Linked DNA regions of Sus scrofa: region 1 is linked to region 2. Evidence: chromatin contacts called from public HiChIP or PLAC-seq data. All regions are on one chromosome and are shown on one strand. Each heading gives the region's core, a stretch centred on a gene start, on an enhancer-like site or on the middle of the called end of the contact. The rest is flanking DNA. Distances are from core to core; before and after follow the strand shown. Region 1 overlaps LOC106505808 (a long non-coding RNA gene). Region 2 has its middle 7.0 kb from the start of CD200R1.

The links. HiChIP or PLAC-seq counts read pairs in DNA pulled down with a chosen protein or histone mark.
Region 1: a contact with region 2 is called in an H3K27ac HiChIP or PLAC-seq map of alveolar macrophages, with 3 times the contacts expected there. The contact joins two enhancer-like sites. A contact is called at or near these places in 1 of 47 Hi-C or Micro-C datasets (epiblast stem cells) and 1 of 2 datasets of contacts at active chromatin or transcription factors (alveolar macrophages).

The regions. Positions count from the first base shown.
Region 1 is chr13:147,111,564-147,118,203 of Sscrofa11.1, reverse strand. LOC106505808 (a long non-coding RNA gene) reads right to left here. Exons shown (of 4, transcript XR_002337901.1): 2 at 3,279-3,314; 3 at 621-672. Among named protein-coding and RNA genes, the nearest start is that of CCDC80, 88 kb to the left of the region's middle. Within about 2 kb of position 2,078, at least 1 of the 83 cell types and tissues checked has an H3K27ac peak or open chromatin away from gene starts, as enhancers often do. A contact at or near this core is called in alveolar macrophages, where this site is marked.
Region 2 is chr13:146,942,544-146,949,775 of Sscrofa11.1, reverse strand. No RefSeq gene overlaps it. Among named protein-coding and RNA genes, the nearest start is that of CD200R1, 7.0 kb to the left of the region's middle. Within about 2 kb of position 2,250, at least 9 of the 83 cell types and tissues checked have an H3K27ac peak or open chromatin away from gene starts, as enhancers often do. A contact at or near this core is called in alveolar macrophages, where this site is marked.

The DNA.
Region 1 (6,640 bases), core at 829-3,328, 170 kb before region 2:
CCATAAGAATATCAGCTGATTTCTCTACAGAAACACTACAGGCCAGGAGGGAATGGCAAGAGATATTTAAAGTGCTAAAAGGAAAAAATATGCAACCTAGAATACTCTATCCAGCAAGAATATCATTTAAAATAGAAGGGGAAATAAAAATTTTCCCCAACAAACAAAAACTTAAAGAATACAGCAACACAAAACCCAGGTTAAAGGAAATATTGAAGGGGCTTCTCTAAACCGAAAAGAAAGGAAGGAAAGGGAAGAAAAAAGAAAAGGAAAAAAAAAAAAAAAGAAGAAGAAGAGGAAGAACTAGGACTGAGGAAACCGCAATCAGAGAGCAGTCACTCAGATAAGCCAGCATACAGATTTAATCATGAACATGCTTCAAACAAAATAAAATTAAAAAGAAAAAAATAAAAAAGAGTCATCAAAACCATAAAATGTGGGCAAGGGATGTTAGGAAGTAAATAACCCTTTTTGTTTGTTTGTATGTCTCTCTTCTTAATTTTAATATAGTAATGAAGTGTTTGAACTTACAGGACCATCAGGCTAAAACACACAATTATGGGAAGGGGTTAGCATACTTAAAAAACATACTCTAATTTCTATTGCTTTGGGAGACTGACCTGAGAAAATATTCATCTTCAATGTTTTCTTAATGTAACAACTTCTGAAAGACTGTGTAAACAGAAAGGAAGAAATAACCATCAAGGTATAAATAAAGTTTTTACTTTTATGGATGCATGTCCCTCAGTTTTTCAAGAAACATTAGAAAAGGTTTAACTTCCTATAATTTTGAAAGGGTAAAGCTTAAAAGCAAGGCTTGAGCAGAGTGGTATGTCTTACCACCATTCTGGGATACAACTGAGATCAGAGCCCAAGACTTCTTGGTTAGAGCACACCAAGGGGAGAAATAGAGAAACAGAGATTAATTGATTATGAATGAGAGAAGCTTTTGAATTAAGTAAAGGTTTGTTCTGATTCAAGGCCCACCTTGCCAAAGCAGCCAGTCAGGGCCAGGTATTTCAGAGAGGAATCAGGATAGATGTGCCCACAAGAAAGATCTTCATTCAGATTCCAATTTAAAATTGCATTTGCAGGCATAAGAGGATAATGCCCTCCTGGCTGATCCTTCCTGCTGTTGTCATGACTGGAATTCTTGTGGTCCTCATGCATGCTTTTATTTGTTCATTGCATTGGTCTAAGGGCACAAATTCACTACATGATTATATCTTCAGAATAATTATCTGTGGGAACTCCTGTCTGGCATTACATCAGATGAGAAGGTGCCCTGTAGTTTTTACTCCTTCTATGCAATGCATTTCTTCCCCCCAAAGTAAGTCTCTTTATGCCCTTCCCAGTCTCTCTCATAATTCTTCCTTAGCCTGTCTCATAAATGCTGAAGGCTTCCAAGTTGTCATTTGGAGATTTCTTTACTTAGGATTGTTTATGGCCAAGGAAGTTCACAAGATTATGGGAGACTTACCCAGACCCTGACTACTTTTCCCTTCTAGAATGCATTCCAGCTATTCTCCTTATACTTGAAGCCACGGCAGCATTTCTTATGCATGTGGAACTGCAGCTCTGATATTTGCTTAATAACATTTGGCAATACATGTTTTCAAATGCTTGGTTTTCTTGGAACACTTTCCAGATGCTTTGTGCCCTCACATTTTGTTATTCAGTCCATAAAAGATCTACTTCTTAGACCTGTCTGGGGCCTTGGCTTTCAGTCTCTTTTGTCTGTGGGGAAACCAGTTAAGTCTTGGGCCACAAGGGATGATCTCTTTTGCGCATCCCTTCATGATGCCAAATATCATCTAGCAAATGATTGGAATAAGACTATTTGTAGTTCTCTCCCCACTGTATCTTGAGGGCCACACTAATACATACAGAATAAAAACTTTTTAAACAAGCAATCTAGAAGTTCAGACAACATTGGAGGAGAAGTGGCCACGGGGCAGGGTTGGGCAGGGACTGGTTAGAAGGTGGTGGTTTCATTTGAACAAACTATCATGCTTACATGTACCAGTTTGGTTAAGGCACATTTGCTTCCTTTTTCTCCTGTGTATTCATACATATAAGTTTGTCTCAGAGGCTGTTAGAGAATCCAAGAAAGTGTCATCTTCATGCATGACTTGCATGAAGTCATGATTGCTCAATTCACATGTGAAGATGATAGCAATGAGAATGGCCCAGAACTGAAGCCAGTTAAAATTGTGAAGAAGGTAAATTTTGAGGTCAAGCCTAACTTCTCTGTTTTTGTAGCCTTCTTCCTGAACTAACTCAGATATACTTTATTATAGCACCCTTTTATTACAAAAAGAAATCTGCCTTACAGATGTAGGATTTCAAAGATCAGAACTCTTCAGTCACTGCTATATTGATTCCTCTTCACCCTCAGTAATGAGAGCTTTTCGCTCTAGTCACTTTCTTCCTTCCACTGGGGAATTTATTTTAATTTGGAAAAAAAAAAAAGAGCTAGAAAGTTCAGCTGTGTTTTGCCTATGGGGAGAAGAGAGAAAATGAAATTGAGCCTAAAAAGATGGTTCCAATACACCCAAATGAAGGTGGTTATTAGAGTAAGGACCTTCTCAAATACAGAATGCATTCCAACATGAAAAAAATATTTAGAGACAGAATAAACCAGTGTTAGCAAACTAAATTGAGATGGTTGGAATGTTTCCTCTAAGACTGGAATTAATTCCCTGGTGGGTACTTAAAAAAACAGAGTATATTGAGTTTGCTTTTTTTGCTTTTCTTTATAAAAGCAATTCATGATCATTAGAAAAAATTTAAATATTTTTAGAAAAGGGGGAAGGAAAAACCCCCACCAAAACTACTAGATTGGAAATAATTTTGGAGGTCAGTGGGATTTTGCGAAAAGAACATGGCCTTTGGGATTAGAAAGAACTGGTTTTCATTCCAGTTGTGTGTCCTTGGGAAAATCCCTTCAGTTTTAACAGATGCTTAATAAATTGAAGTTGGGGGAAAAAAGAACCTGATCATTTTTACATATCAGAGTCACTAGCAAAGTAGAGTCCCCTTTCTTTTTTATATATGGCACTGGTTTAGAAACAGTGTTCAACTATGTTTCATCTTCTTGTTTTGACTTATTTTTCATTGTTAAGACCTGAACTCCACATTCTTGGCTTTCTCACTTGACACTTCCATTACAACATTATTTTTAGCTATTGCCATGACCCCTGTCATTGTAGCTCTTGACTTCCTTCTCCAGAAGCCTTTCTTTAACCCTTTCCAAGACACCTTAAGTCTCTACTTACCAGTCTCAGCTGTGTCAATGATGTCTCACTGTCCATCTAGAAAGAGAGTAGGCAACCATGAACTTGAGCCTGCAAGCCCTTCTTCATTCTTGAAGTCCATGAATATTGTTTTTAAAATGGTTATGGTAAGTCCTATTGATACTATGTTTTAAAGAACTACTATGATGTTATGTCTACATGATAAAATAATTCAGAATTCAAATGTTGGAAAAACTATTGTATCTCATGTATATTGACTCTTATCAGACTTTTATATGCTTTAGAAGAGCACCCACTCCTCCTGCAAGTCTGTCTCACACACTGTGCAGGGCAGCCCCCTCGAGTCCAGGAGGCTACCCTCCCAAGGTGGAAGAAAACTGAGGCTCTACATAGAACCTCTTTCCTTAACCCAGGCTAATTATGAAGTTCATGGGTAAAAAATTAAAGTCTGAAGCATTGGTGAAAACTTAATGCTTATCAAAAACCACAGTAAAGCAATACTCAATATCTTTCCTGGGATGAAAGTAATATTTCATGAAAAACAGGGTTGTGAAAACTAGTTTTGTGGGTGAAGCTCAGCATTTTTTTAATGAAAGAATAAAATAAAATAGAAAATATCAAAGAATGAAATAGATTGTACAGGTACAGATAATATTTCATGAACTTTAAAAAAATTGTGCATGTGTGTCTTTGTAAATTTTTTTCCATAGTCAAAATCAGAAATCTTTAAAAACCCTTGGGATAGGAACTTGGATTAGTGTGAAAGTTGCCTGATACTGGGACCTTGAAAGAGGAAGTTTGGGGAAAGTAGGGTAATGATAGGGAAATGTAGGTACTTGGGCAAGTACCAAAAATAGACTAGTCCTTCACAGTTCTGCCAAACTCATACACACACACCACACCACATCCTACATACACATTTTCTATCCCTAACATCACACTCATAAATGCCTAAAAATTCCTCATCTGCTTCCTTTAGTATAAATGCCATAGGCTCCACCCTGAACCTGAAGGAGTCTTGCAAAATACCAGTACAAGTAGATGTCTACAGAAAGAAGATCAAGAACACCCAGAGACTTCTTCTTTCCTAGGCTGAGTGTAAACAGTTAATGAAGGAGTGATTAACCACCTACTCTTTACATTGCTTCCTATTGTAGAGTCTCTGCTTTGGGATATTTAGATGAATAAAATCATACATAGATGAAATCCTCCAGTCTTAGGTTAAATAATACTCAGTTAAAATTCAAATACGAGGAGTTCCTGTTGTGTCTCAGCAGGTTAAGGACCTGATATAGTCTCCATGATGATGCAGGTTCGACCCCTGTCCTCACTCACTGGGTTAAGGATTAGGCTTTGCTGCAAGTGGCAGCATAGGTCACAGATGTGGCTCAGATCTGGTGTTTCTGTGACTGTGGTGTAGACCTGTGGCTGCAACTCTGATTTTACCTCTAGTCTGGGAACTTCCATCTGTCACAGGTGTGGCCATTAAAAAAAAACCAAAAAACCATGAGAAAGCCCGAGTTTAGTGTTCTTGGTCATCTGTATCACTTGTTCTGCAAATACTGCAACAATCCCTCCTAAGGAGGTGTCTGATTAAACCATGTCCACTGCTCGGTTCTCTCTAAATGGTGCAAGAAGTGTATGTGTGTGGTTTTCTCACCCTGTGTTTGATCTCAAACGGTACCTTAGAGAAGCTGTCATCTAGGCAGCTGAGCTTAAGCCACAAGCATCTCTTCTAACTTTCCTTATTCGGGTACACTCTACCTTTTCTGCATTTTCTTGCCAACATGAAAACCCCACAGAGAGAGTGTGAGAATGAGGTTGAGTGTTGCAGGGAGGGGAACTGAAAAACACTGAGCCATGGAGACATTACTGCCCTGCTGTCAATGTGGGTGGGGGGCTGCAGTGTCTCCCTAGGTCCCCACAGTTCTGGGACTGCCCAGGCCCTTCTTAGCCCCTCCTCTTCCTATAGGGCTAAGAGGGAGCTTCCTTCCTGTTCTTTGAGCTTCTCTCCTGCCATTGCTTCCCCTTGTCCCCTCTCCTAGGACACCTTCCCGTGAGTTACCCTCACCAGGCATCTGATCGAGCCACCTCACCTGGGAAACCTCCTTCACTGACCTTTGTTTCATTTGTTACCCTCTGAAAGTTTAATTTCTATAACCGTTTAGCCTAATTTTGGTTTGCCTTATAATGTATTTTATAGTTAACACTCTAATCCCAGAGGTACAAAGAGGGCTACTGAGTTTCCCATATTGTTCTACTTCTTGAGCTAGGTGGTGATTTCATGGGTGTGTTCACTTTGTGATAGTTCATTAGGCCGAACACTTGTGATTTGTGCATTTCCTGTGCATATGTTATATTTCAGTAGGAGGGTTTTAATATTCTTATCTTGTCTACTAGTCTATTCCTTGAGGACAGTAATCTCCATATGTTCCCTAACATACAGTAAAATACTTGGCACTTAGAGAGTTATCAGGAGGCATTGATTTAAATTTTAGTGACCCTTGTTATGGAGGCAACAAGGTCCAGTAGAAAAACACTGGTCTAGAAATATAGAGACTTGAATTCTGGTCCTGGGCCTGTTGTCATTTACCTGAACTAATTTGAACAAGTTATTTGGCCTCTCTAGGTTTCAGCTTGAATGACTGTAAAATAGACCCTTCTGCATGTGCCTTCTTGACCTCACAAGGATCCTTCTAGGGATTAGATGAGGTCATGGCATAAAAGCATATTAAAGTAGAAAGGGCTAGGTAAACATGAGATTGGTTTTATCAGGAACCTACTGTCTGTATCCTTGTCTCCTGGTCTGATTGGATTGCAAACAACCAGGGGTGGGCTTTTGTCCCTCTCTTTGTGCAATAGCAGTGGAAACGCTTTTATGCTATGAAGGATCATTTCAAAGGAATGTCCCCTCGGAGTTCCCATCGTGGCTTAGTGGTTAACGAATATGATTAGGAACCTTGAGGTTGTGGGTTCGATTCCTGGCCTCACTCATTGGGTTAAGGATCCAGCATTGCCATGAGCTGTGGTATAGGTCACAGACATGGCTCAGATCCCGAGTTGCCCTGGCTCTGGCTTAGGCCGGTGGCTACAGCTCCGATTAGACCCCTAGCCTGGGAACCTCCATATGCCGAAGGCGCAGCCCTAGAAAAGGAAAAAAAAAGGAATGCCCCTCATTTCCCAGCCTGGCTCCCCCAGGTCATCTCAGAGAGCCTTTCCATGCTCTCTCTGAGCCCCTGTTTGCAATTTCCCATGAGGTTTGACTTATGAAGACCCCTTCTGCCTTCCCCCCGGACCACACACTAGACTTGCTCACCCTGAAGTATGCAGAGAGCTCTAGCCAAGAAGGAAGTAGCTCACTGGACCTACCAGGTGGAAGGCCA
Region 2 (7,232 bases), core at 1,001-3,500:
GTCCTTCTATTCCACCATCTTAATCCCATCCATATGAAGAATTTCAAAGAGCTCAAACTCCACCACACTCCGCTCTCTGTTTTACTTTCTCCCTGCCCTCATGGTATAGTGGTTAGAGATCTGCAGCTAATGAATTACCATAGACACACTATAATTCAATGTATGGTTGCATAAAATGGTTGTTCTCCTGGCTGTATCCTATCTCCCTGTTCCCTAATTCACCTCTCACCAATGTTCCCTGACCCAAGCTCTGACCCATCTGAAGTTCTGGATCTTCTTCCATGCACAATCATTAAATATACTAATGAGTAATTTAAGAGAGCCTCACAAAATCTATATTTCTATTTTTTACATTTTACTATGTCATTGATATTTACTTTGAATATTTTCACTTCCCATACACAGTTGGTGCTATACCTCCATAACTCTGTTTTAGAAGTTAGACAAACCTGGAGTTCCCATCATGGCTGAGCAATTGGCGAATCCACCTTGTATCCATGAGGACACGGGTTCGATCCCTGGCCTCGCTCAGTGGGTTAAGGATCCAGCGTTGCCCTGAGCTGTGGTGTATGTCACTGAAGTGGCTTGGATCTGGCGTTGCTGTGGCTCTGGCGTAGGCCAGCAGCAACGGCTCCAATTAAACCCCCTAGGCTAAGAACCTCCATATGCTGCAGGTGCAGCCCTAAAAGGTCAAAAGACAAAAAAAGGAAAGAAAGAAAGAAAGAAAGGGAAGGAAAGAAAGAGAGAGAGAGAGGAAGGAAGGAAGGAAGGAAGGAAGGAAGGAAGGAAGAAAGGAAGGAAGAAAACGAACAAACGAAAGAAAGAAAGAATCTCACTCTTAGTTATGAGGCAACTTACTGCCTATTTTTTTAACTCTGTTTTGATTCTATTCAAAATCTATTCTATTTGATTCCTAAATCTATTCATCTATTCACCTACTCTTTTTTTCCATTTGGGCGCTCTTACAATCTCATAGTTTGTCTATTTTGAAGAAGGAGGCAGAGAGAAAGAAAGGGATAAGGAAACTGTGTCCTGTCTCCAAACATTATTTGCAGTAAGGTCTCTCTCTGCTGCCCCCTGGAGAGAATTTGGTAAAACCAAAGCTAATGCTTTTACAAAGAGCAAATTCAGCAGCAGCTACACGTTGAGATTTTGATCACAAAGTATAACATCCTAAACATCGTACATTTATTTATATCTTCCAGTTGATATAACAAACTCATTAAACATAACAAATGACTACTCACTGAATAATGTAGATGTTATAACCTAAAGAAATACCACTAAAAAAATAATGAATCTCCTGAGATGCCAGGATGGCTTAAGACACAGTGAAGAGATAGATGGGTTGATGAATGAATAGATGGATGGATGATGGATAACAGATAGATTCCAGGGAAATTTGAAATAGATTGTCACAGGTTGGGTACCCTGAAGAGTAAACCCTGAAATGGAATTTAAGGTGAAGGATGGTTTTTAAGGAGTAACCCTGGATCATCCATCCCTTGTGGAAATGAAGGGATAGAAACTGGTGTGGGCAGTAGGAGAAGTCAGATTTTAAGGTTGGCTCACAACAGGCTCAGCTAAGTCCATGGAGCTTGAACTGCTCTTTGGACTTGTCATCTTTGGGGCTAAAAAGTCCGTCTTTATACACTCTTGCATCTATCAGTCTCATTGGCTCAGGGAAGGGGCATGACCTTGGGTGAGGGAATCCATAGAAGGGGCCAACTTCTGAGCTAAGGATGACACTATCAACACTGGAGCAATGAAGTTCCGCATTGACGGGAATCAAGTAGTGCCTCACAGTGTCTGCTGGATTGATAAACTCTGGGAAGTAAACTATTCTAACTCTGGTTTCAAGTACAGTGGTATCCCAGTCAATCAATTATGTTTCATTCCCAAACAACCAAATTAATGAATAGAAATCTTTTTGAAAATTTAACCTTGGAGAAGCTCTGCATTAAGATGCCTGTGAAATGAGGGCCCACCCACACCACGCTTTCTTCCCCCTTCCACCTCCCACCACTCGACTTCCCAAGGAGACACAGGACATGGGAGAGGGGGAGGAGTATGGGCCTGAGGAAAATTCCTTTCCCGTGGCATTAGAAAGAGGCACAGCTGGGGGTCCCCCCACCCATTTCCCCCTCCTTTCAAACTCCTGCCGGGCCCCTCAATCAGTGTTTGTGCCTCCTCCTTCCCCTTAGGCACCCCTCGGTGAATCTTTGGTGACGATTTTGGCAACGTCCAGTATAACTAACAAGTCTCACAGAAGAAGAAAAAAATTTAGAGGAAGTTATGTTATTTTCGTCTATGAGTGACAACTGGGAAGGGGAAGTCTGGAAGAATACAGAAATGAACTGAAAAAAATGAAAATCCAAGTCATATACCTTGGCTGAAAACCAAAATTCAGGCAAACTATTCTGAAAAGAGACACATATTATCTGAGCTCTAGAATGCTCTAATTACTAGAGTCAAGAAGGGACCAGAACTTTAAAAAATAAATATTCCAGACTAAGCTAGATGGGATCATCTTAAATGTTTTAGACAGGATTCAATTAATAAATTATTTCTGTGTAAATTTTCAGTAAAATAATATGAAACGTGAAAATTATATCAATCATAGAAGCTGCTCTCTTCAATTTTCAAAGGAACTTTTTCAAGGGAATGACAAATGTCCTGTTGGTCATGGTTTTTATTATCTCAGTGGCTTAAAATTTGTGTTCCCAAACTATGTATTTGACTCTATGTCTTTTATAAGATGATAAATGTTTCAATGTTTTCAATGATTAGCTGGAAAGTAGTTTAAGTAGTTGGAAGTTTTAAAATGTTAAAAAAAAAAATAGAAATAAAAATGTTAAGAGTTTCCTGATGGTCTAGTAGTTAGGATTCACTGTTCCCATTGCTATGGACTAGGGTTCAATCCCTGGTCTGGGACTGAGGTCCCCACATCAAGCTATATGCTATGACCAAAAAGAAAGAGAACACAAATATTGACAGATTTTCCTAGTTTTGAGAGTAGCTGTTAAGACTATGTCCCCTAAAGTCAAACTTTCTGGGTTCAAACTTCAGTTCTGCTGCTCAGTTTTTGGTTACTGCATTGTTTTTTGTTTTGTTTTTGTTTTTTTGTTTGATCTAGAATGTCTATTCTGATTTTCTTCTGCTACCATTTTTATAATTTCTAGTTTTCCACCAAAACTTTTGATTTTGTCTTTTGTCCCCTTGAGCATAAAAAGAGTATTTTAGAGTCTCTGTCTGAGAATTCCAACATTTAGGTGGATATGAGTAAATATCTATTATCTATTAGTGCTACTGGTTCTTTCTGTGGCGTTGGGTTTCCTCATGTGCCAAGCACTGTGTTTGATTTTCCGAATTGTAAAAATAATTTGAGGCCCTGTGTGATTTTACCTTTCTCCAGAGAGGATTTTCCTTTACCTCTGCCAGGGTTCATGAATATTAGCAATCTGGTATCGTCTTAATAGAAATGTGAAGGATAGATTTTCTAGGCAACCAGGTTGCCACCTATGTGAGAAGTGGTTTTATTTTCTCCTCCCCCCCCCACCCTAAGAAACTGTCAAAGCACTACTTAACTTTTTAGCCAGCTCTTCTAGATCAACAAATATCCCCAATGTAAAAAGTACCAGCCTCTTTCTTTTTGTTTCTTTTTCTGGATCTTGTGATCTAATTCTTCATCACTTTGTGAGTTCTCTGATACTTTCCAAAAGATTTATCATCATGATCATCACTACTACTTATACTGTTACTATTTCTAGCTTTTCTACATGTCTTCATTTCTAAATTTCTATCTACCAATACCTGATATGGAAGTCCCATCTTTTGATTCTTTCTTTTCCTTATCTCTCACAATCCATCAGCAAGTCTTTTGGTTTCTTCTGTAAGATACTTCCTAACTTGACCATTCTAAAAAAAGAGAACAAAGTTATTAATTCAAAAGCATGTTGTTGTTGTTTTAACTTAACTCATGGCAGCAACAAAAAGATAAACACATACCAAAAGCTGAAAAGCCCTTACATTTGGTGGGTGCTCTATTTTATCACAACATTCTGCAATCCACTCTATTAAAATCTTTGTTTATTTTGGTCAATCGTAGCATTGATTATGTTATGAAACATAAAAGCTCAGATATTCTATATATCAAATTTAAGAATGTTAGGAGTTCCCTTGTGGCTCAGCAGGTTAAGGATATGGTATTGCCTCTGCATTGGCTCAGGTCACTGCTATGGCACTGGTTTGATCCCTTTCACATGCCACAGCTGCAGCCAAACCAAAAAAAAAAAAAAATTTAAGTCGGAAGTCCTACTTTAAGATATTTTTCCTGGAATTTTTTTTATGATGTATTAACATCTGTCTAAATTACGTTTCTGTGACTATTTTCCTATTAGTAATCTTTCTTTCTTTTATGTTTTAATTAGTCTTATTTAATATGCTGCCAATAATTTGGGAATGGTTTAATATGATTTGAAAATGTGTCTAGAGGAATTTTCTAAAGAATACTGTTATGATCATCTCAACTTTAGGGGGAAAAAAGCGTTGTGAGACTGTTGAAAATGTTTAGATGTTGAATGCTTTGTATTGAAAAGAGGAAGTAGATAAGATCTTTTTGGTTTAGTCTTTCTATATTTTACTTGGCTGAACATGATAAAGCAATCAAACCTATAAGAAGAGGTGCCCTGGTTCTAAAAACTTTGTCCTAAACCAGTTATGGCTGAGCTCCTGCTGGTGAAAGGGAGAATAAACCAGGGATGAGCTTGCAACACAAGTCAATCTATAAACCCTAGTTCTTCAAAATGAGACCCCCCAGAACCAATGGTAATGGGAACACAGCAGCCATGCTTCCATATTCAAAAGGAAACCATCACCACAGTATCCACTGTGAGAAACCTCCATCCAGAGGGAGGAAACCCTGACCATTAGAATGTCTTGGGAGATACTTTTGGGTGAAGGGATATGGGCAGTGATATCTTTGTTAATTGTACATGTATTAAATAACTTTCTTTTAAGATAATGCATTTTATGACTGCTTAAATTTGGTTTGCTGATATGAGAGGATCAGGAAAAAAGAGAATATAAAACATTACTACTACTAAAAGAGTTAAGCTTTCCCAGGAATGTATCATCAGGTATTTAACTTGGGTCTATTTGGAAGCAAATAACACCTTGACCCCTGGGATATCAGTATTATTGAGAATAAGACTCAATATATAGATTGGAACTTGTTTGGGGGAAGTGATATGTGGTAAAATGCATCTTTTTAAACATCTTATTTATAGTCTTTTATTCCACAGTTATTCTTCTTTCAAAAGATTATCCCTTTATTCAAGTGCAAATATTAGTAAGTCAGTTATGCTCTTCTATATACCAATTTGTATCTCTGTCAAATGGAATTAAACACAACGACTTTAAGAGGCCATTCGAAAGAATGATTCTGTGAGGCAAAACAATGTGTGAGATAAAGTATACTTTCTATAAAAGGAAAGACAAAGTGGGAAAGGGATAGAAACGTATTTTGAATGGTTATTAACATAAAAGTAATATCTTCTTGGCAAAAACAATGGAAACAATGTAAACAGTAGCACAAAATTATATAAAGTAAAACATAAAACTATTATTTTGAGTGCTACTATTTCTGTGTGCCTTCCCATTCCCACTCTTCATGGTAGAAAGAGCAACGTTTCTCCCAAATACATTCACATCCTAGTCCCTGGAAACTGTAAATAAGTTTCCTTAAAAAGCAATAAGGAATTTGCAAATGTAAATAAGTTAAGGAGCTTAAAATGGGAAAAGTATTTTGGATTGCATGGTTGGGTCCCATATAATCACAGGGATCCTTATAAAACAAAGAAAGAAGGAGGCAAGTCAGAATCAGAGAGTTGAAAGATGCTGCACTGTGGCTTTGAAGATGGAGAAAGGAGACATGAGCCAAGGAATGCAGGCTGCCTCTAGAAGCTGGAAAAGGCAAAGAAGCAGATTCTCCTCTAGAGCTTTTAGAAGGAACACAGCTTTGCTCAGACCTTGTTAAAGCCATATCAGACTTCTGACCTCTAGAACTATAAGACAATAAATATGTAAAACAAATTTGCTTTAAGCCATTAAGTTTGTGGTACTTTGTTAAGCAACAATAGGAAATTAATACACAAATTTAACCAGTGCCATGCTTGTATAGTCTTCTACAATAGGTACAAAGGCCTGCTGTGATTTTCTTTTATTAGTCTCCCTCCTTTATCAGGCCCAGGTAAGAATACAGATGAAGGCCCATAAATCATATGTCTAATATTTTAAAGTTATAAATCAAAGCAATAAATTACTAAGCAAAATGTGTTTTATCCTCTACCTTAACAAGTGGAACTTCGAAACCAAAAAAAAAAAAAAAAATTGGCGGGGTGCGGTGCACATCTGCCACATATGGAAGTTATACGACTAGGAATCAAATTCAAACTGCAACTGAGACCAACACCTAGCTGCAGCAATACTGGACCCTTAACCCACTATGCCAGGTCAGGGATCTAATCCCAGCCTCAGTAGCAACCTGAGCTGCCACAGAGACAATGCCAGATCCTTAACCTGCTTCACCACAGAAGGAACTCCAAAACAAAAACTATACAGCAGGACGTCATTGCTTATCCACTCCAAATGCAATAGTTTACATCTACTAACCCCAAACTCCCAGTCCATCCCACTCCCTCCCCCTCTCCCACAGCATAAGTCTGTTCTCCAAGTCCATGAGTTTGTTTCTTTTCTGTAGATAGGTTCATTTGTGCCACATAATTGTATTCTGGAGATAAGCGATATCCTATGGTATTTGTCTTTTTCTGACTACTTCATTTAGTATGAGAGTCTCTAGTTTCATCCATGTTGCTGCAAATGGCATTATTTTGTTCCTTTTTATGGCTGAGTGGTATTCCATTGTGTGTATATATACCACATCCTCTTAATCCATTCATCTGTCCATGTGTATTTAGGTTGTTTCCATGTCTTGGCTATTGTGAATAGCACAGCAATGAACATAGGGGTGTATGTATCTTTTTCAGTGAAAGTTTTGTCTGGATATATGGAATAGGAGTAGGAGTAGGATTGCTGGGTCATATGGTAGCTCTATATTTAGTTTTCTGAGATATCTCCATGCTGTTTTCGGTAGTGGTTGTACCAATTTACGTTCCCATAAACAGTGTAGAATGTGTAGAAAAGTTCCCTTTTCTCCACACCCTCTCCAGCAT